2 separate regions of the Hordeum vulgare genome follow, and region 1 is linked to region 2. Evidence: chromatin contacts called from public Hi-C data. All regions are on one chromosome and are shown on one strand. The core of a region is the stretch at or near the end of the contact, and the rest is flanking DNA. Distances in the headings are between cores, read along the strand shown. Region 1 holds the start of LOC123449097 (phosphatidylinositol 4-phosphate 5-kinase 2-like). Region 2 holds the start of LOC123449096 (partner of Y14 and mago).

Evidence for each region. Hi-C and Micro-C count contacts between places; a contact is called where the count stands out from the background.
Region 1: a Hi-C map of seedling shows a contact between it and region 2, with 3 times the contacts expected there. The contact joins the promoter of LOC123449097 here to the promoter of LOC123449096 in region 2. A contact is called at or near these places in 1 of 6 Hi-C or Micro-C datasets (seedling) and 1 of 1 datasets of contacts at active chromatin or transcription factors (embryo).

What each region holds. Positions count from the first base shown.
Region 1 is chr4H:489,952,109-489,954,838 of MorexV3_pseudomolecules_assembly, reverse strand. LOC123449097 (phosphatidylinositol 4-phosphate 5-kinase 2-like) reads left to right here and starts at 1,429. Exons shown (of 8, transcript XM_045126184.1): 1 at 1,429-2,042; 2 at 2,165-2,332; 3 at 2,427-2,592. The coding sequence starts at 1,636.
Region 2 is chr4H:489,755,543-489,758,242 of MorexV3_pseudomolecules_assembly, reverse strand. LOC123449096 (partner of Y14 and mago) reads left to right here and starts at 1,447. Exons shown (of 4, transcript XM_045126183.1): 1 at 1,447-1,772; 2 at 1,889-1,999. The coding sequence starts at 1,599.

The DNA of each region.
Region 1 (2,730 bases), core at 180-2,679, 200 kb before region 2:
AAGATTGAGATACATCTTCGAGGAGAAGAAAGGAAGGAGGGGATAAACTAAGTCCGTTAAGATCAGAGTTTAAACAACCATTGGTCCATCTCTATATATCTTAACCTATCTTAACCTGACAGATATTCCAGATGTTTAACACATACCACAGATAAGCTGGAAAAACAAACATTAAAAAAATGACTAGCTTATTATGTGAAGCTTATTTCCACAAAAGTTTATTTATAACTTATTTTCACATAAGCTTACTTTGACAACATAGCTCAGAAGAACTGACCCTAAACCATCACATCTAGGACGAATTATAGAATCTACGGTGCTATTAGCTCTTTTAGCTTGGCCAAGGAAAATATACTTCTTCCGTTTTTTTTAGTCTGCATATAAGATTTGGTCAAAGTCAAGTGATACAATGTTTGACCAAATATATATCAAAAGATATCAACATCTATAATACTAAATCTATATGCTATGAAAATTAATATCATTATGCATCTACTAATATTGATTTCATATTATTATTATTTTTGAGTAATCTTGATTTCATATTATAAATGTTGATATTTTGTTCTATAAATTTAGTCAAGTTTATGAAGTTTGACTTTGACCAAATCTTATATACGGACTAAAAAGAAACCGAGGAAGTATATGCGAGGCGCCATGCGGACTCCCGTCTTCACGTGGCACGCGCCTCCGCCTACGCGCCACCGAGCGGGAGCGCTTTTTAGGGTGTGTTTGGTTCGGGGACGAAGTGGAACGGAATGTCATGGTTCCATTCCATTGGAACGGGTTGGTTCCGTCCTTGTGTTTGGTAGAGGAGATTTAAAGGAACGGAATGGTTACATTTTGATGTTTGGTTGGAGGGATGGAATGGATTTGTTCCCGGCGGCGGTGCGTGCTCCAGACGGCGGCGGCGCGTGCTCCCGGCGACGGCGGCGCGGTAGATGCAGGGGGCGGCGGCGCGGCAAATGCAGGGGGCGGCGGCGCAGCAGATGCAGGGGCGGCGACACGTGCTCCCGGCGACGGTGCGTGCTCCCAACGGCGGCGCGGCAGAAGGTGGCCCGCGGTGCGGCTTAGGGAGGGAGGTGGCCAGCGAGGTTGAGAAAGGGGGCAGCGTCGGGGGAAATGTGAGAGCACGAGGCGTTCCGCGTCGTTCCACCGATTCGAAGGTATCAGCGCGTTCCGGATCTGGGAGGAATATGCCATTCCAGGGAATGAGTGGATCCCGATTCCTGAACCCAACTAAACAGAAGAACGACCTCTAGAAACGGGACCGACCCGTTACATTCCACCTGGTGACGCAAACCAAACACACCTAAGTTCCTGGCTCCGGCGACTGCTAGTCATCCATCGTGCCGCTACCCACACTCTCCTGGTCCGCCTGCGTGACATCGCTCCCTGTGCCAAAGCCGACGCCTACAAAAGCACCAAGAAAAAGCTAAAGCAAAACCACGGCCTCCCCCTTCCTTCCCTCGCCCCTCTCCTCCCTCCGCCTACCACGCCAGCCCCCGCTCGTCTCGTCTCATCTCCTCGACCCCTTCCCTCAAATGAGATACCTCGTACCGCCACCACTATAGTATATCAGAGCTCGATCCGCCCACCACCGACCACACCTCGGAACCGAAGAGCCAGCCGATCATGCCGCCGCAAGTCGCCGCCGCGCAGCAGGGCGACCGCTGCCGCCACGGCCAGCTCCCGCGCTGGCACGGCGACGCCGGCGGCGAGCCGCTGCCCTTCTACGTGCCGCTGCGCAAGCGCCTCTCCGTGGACGGCAAGTCCCCGGCGCCGCGGATATGCATCTGGGAGTGCGACGGCGAGGCCGGCGACATCACCTGCGACATCGTCGCCGCGCCCTTCCGCCGCAGCTGCAGCGCCAGGACGACGACGCTGCCGCCGGCCCCCTTCTTCCGGACGATGACGCCGCCGCCGCCGAGGCCGCACAGGGTGCTGGAGGAGGAGGAGGAGGAAACCAAGAAGCCCGGGAAGTCCATCCGCAAGGGCCACCGGAGCTACGGCCTCATGCTCAACCTACAGCTCGGCATAAGGCAATGCCAATCAATGCCCGCCCCCCTCTCGCATTTTTCCTCTAGCCATTCATCGAAACACCTTGTCACATTGATTGATTGTTGGCTTGCTTGCATTTATTTATGATGTACGTACTGTACAGTTATTCGGTGGGGAAGTCGTCGGCGCTGCCGTTCAAGAAGCTCCTGGCATCGGACTTCGACCCGCGGGAGAAGGTATGGACGCGGTTCCCGCCGGAAGGATCCAAGCTCACGCCGCCGCATCACTCAGTCGATTTCCGGTGGAAGGACTACTGCCCTGCCGTCTTCAGGTGCCATTTCTTGGACTCGGCTTGAAACTGCCGTGCTGGATCGTGAGTGATGAGTGGTGTACATGTATTGACTACTGTTGATTGATGCCTTCAGGCACCTGAGGAAATTGTTCGGGGTGGACCCTGCGGACTACATGCTTGCAATCTGCGGCAACGACACGCTCCGGGAGCTGGCGTCCCCGGGGAAGAGCGGGAGCTGCTTCTTCATCACCCAGGACGATCGGTTCATGATTAAAACCGTCAAGAAGGCTGAAGTGAAGGTCAGACGGTGATTTTATTTCCAAAAGGAATTCAAATTTGTGATTGTTTCAGATTCCAGGTTTAGAATTTTTCTGGAAAATAGGGCAGCACTAACTGGCGGCTTCAGCGTCGATTAAACATAATCCATCTTGTTTAAT
Region 2 (2,700 bases), core at 198-2,697:
AGGTATTGCGTGTGCGTAGGAAAAAAATTGTTTCCCATGCAACGTTCCCCAACACTTATCCCATGTAATCCAGTGTACTTTCCGTTCACCATTGCTTCACCTCACCAGAATTTCGAGGAGATCGAAGTCAGGTTCCGACACATCTTCTTTGTGAGTTGAAAACAACTCATGGTGTAGGTTGGAGTAAACTGTAACACAAATTTAATGAGAACCTCTCTGGCCACCTTGGATAAACCTTGTCCGTTCCATCCCGAGACCTTCCCTGTTGAGCTTTCCCTAACATACTTAAATGTACCATCTTTCGATCTACCAACCAGTGTTGGTAAACCTAGGTACTTCTCACTCAAGGCCTGCGATGTAACCCCAATCGCTTGCTTAAGCCCAACCTTGTCCTCCTCTTTTCACCCCCTGCCAAGGAAAATACAAGATTTTTGGAGGTTTACCCTCTGACCCGATGCCATTTCATAATCTGCCAAGATGTTCCTCAAAGTCTCCATAGCACCTTGTGAGCCTTCAAGAAAGACAATACTATCATCCGCACAAAGCAAATGCGTGACTTGGGGGTCAGTGCTCCCAAACGAGACCCCTTTGATGGTATTCTTCCTTTGTGCATACCGCAAAAGTACAGAAAAGCCTTCCACACAAAACAAGAACAAGTACGGGGATAGGGGGTCTCCCTGCGTGAGTCCCCTAGATGGGAGAAAACTTCTCGACATGCCCCCATTCATCTTGATTGAGAACTTCATTGCCGTCACTCGTAATCATTGCAATCCATATATCTACAAAGCCAAACCTCTTTAACATTTGTTCTAAAAAGACTCACTCTACTCTGTCATATGTCTTCATCATGTCCAGTTTTATCGCACAAAGGGGATTCTACCTCTTCCTTGTTCTAATGGCATGAACACACTCATACGCCACGAGCACATTGTCCGTGATTAGTCTATCAGGAGCAAACGCTCTTTGCTTCTCAAATATAAGCATTGACAGTATAACTTTTGGACGATTTGCAAAAACCTTCACTTCAATCTTGTAAAGGACATTACATATACTAATGGCTCGGAACTGAGAAAGTAACTCTCATGAGTTAACTTTCGAAATCATAACGATGACCGTTAAAAGAATTAGGTGCAACCTCTCCTGCTAGAAATTCCCAAATAGTCGTACACACCCCCACTCACAAGTCACAATCATCTAATGACTACTCCCTCCGTTCTTAAATATAAGTTTTTAGAGATTTCATTAGAAAACTACATACAGATGTATATAGACATACTTTAGAATGCAGATTCACTCATTTTGTTCTATATGTAGTTTCTTAGTAAAAAATTTAAAAGACTTATATTTAGAAATGAAGGGAGTATATCGTTAATCGTGTGGATTATTGTTGCTTTTATCAGAGGTGTGGGCGTTATTACGAGGCAAAGAAAAACCAAACACAATTCGACTCCAACGCCGCAATCTCACCCGACCCAACCTCTCGGGTCTCCGGTATGAACTCTGACGCCTGAACTACCCCTAAACCCATCCCGTCCCCGCCGCCGCCGCCGCCGCCTTCCGCCCCCTCTCCCCTCCAGACCCCGTACTCCTCCGCGGCTATGGACGCCGCCACCGACGGTGAGCAGAGGCGCCTCCTCTCCATCCCCAAGGAGGGCGAGCGCGTCATCGCGCCGACGCGCCGCCCGGACGGGACCCTCCGCAAGGAGATCCGCATCCGCGCCGGCTACGTCCCGCAGGACGAGGTCGCCATCTATCAGTCCAAGGGCGCCCTCGTGAGTCCTCGCGCCATCCCCCGTGCACTATTCCCACACCACGGCGTCAAACCTGTTCCTTTGCTGGACTCGTCGTTCTTATTGTGGGGCTTAAGCTTGTTTCGTGCTCGGTGCAGATGAAGAAGACAGGGCCCGACGTGCCGCCCGGGTACGACCCTGCGCTCGATGCCAAGCCCAAGACGAAGGCGGCCAAGCGCAACGAGCGGCGCAAGGAGAAACGGCACCAGGTAGGCCTTCCTCTCTCACTGCAATGTGTGACCATTGTCCATTGGTGCTACAAAACATTCTGATTTGGTTGAATTGGCATGGTTATATATTGTCCGAGGGCAGCATTGACCTTCGTTTTTTCCGTTAGTTGAGATTTATATATGCGCTAAAGATTAGCCTCGAACGATGCTGTCATTGCTAAAAATTGCGAAGAATAGATAAACATCAGTGTATTTTACCAAAGCTATTTGGCAGATAAATACTGATATCGCTTATATGTTTTCTATGGTGTTGCCTAACCGTAAGACTTCATTTTGCTGTGTTGGTAGTGATACCTGTTAGTTTAGGCCATCGTTGCAACTGACAATCATCTCCATACCATATTCTCCACAAAGTCATGAACAATTGGAGCTTGCACAATATTTTATCACAGACAAATTAAATGTTCTGCATTCAGTGAACACTATGCAAGTCAATGGCACTGTGGTTTTAGTTATGATTGCAGGCATTCCATCGGGTTGTAATTTAGAACTTATGGTGACAAATGGAATTTAGAAATGACACAGGCTATAAAAATATAGCAGAACACAGTTAGGAAGATTGCATGGTTTTCTCATCTCAATCAGGCCGTGACACCATATTCAACGAACTAGTGATCCATTACTCAAGTTGCATCAGGATCTAGTATAGTAATCTGGTCCAGTCTCATTAGTCATCACTC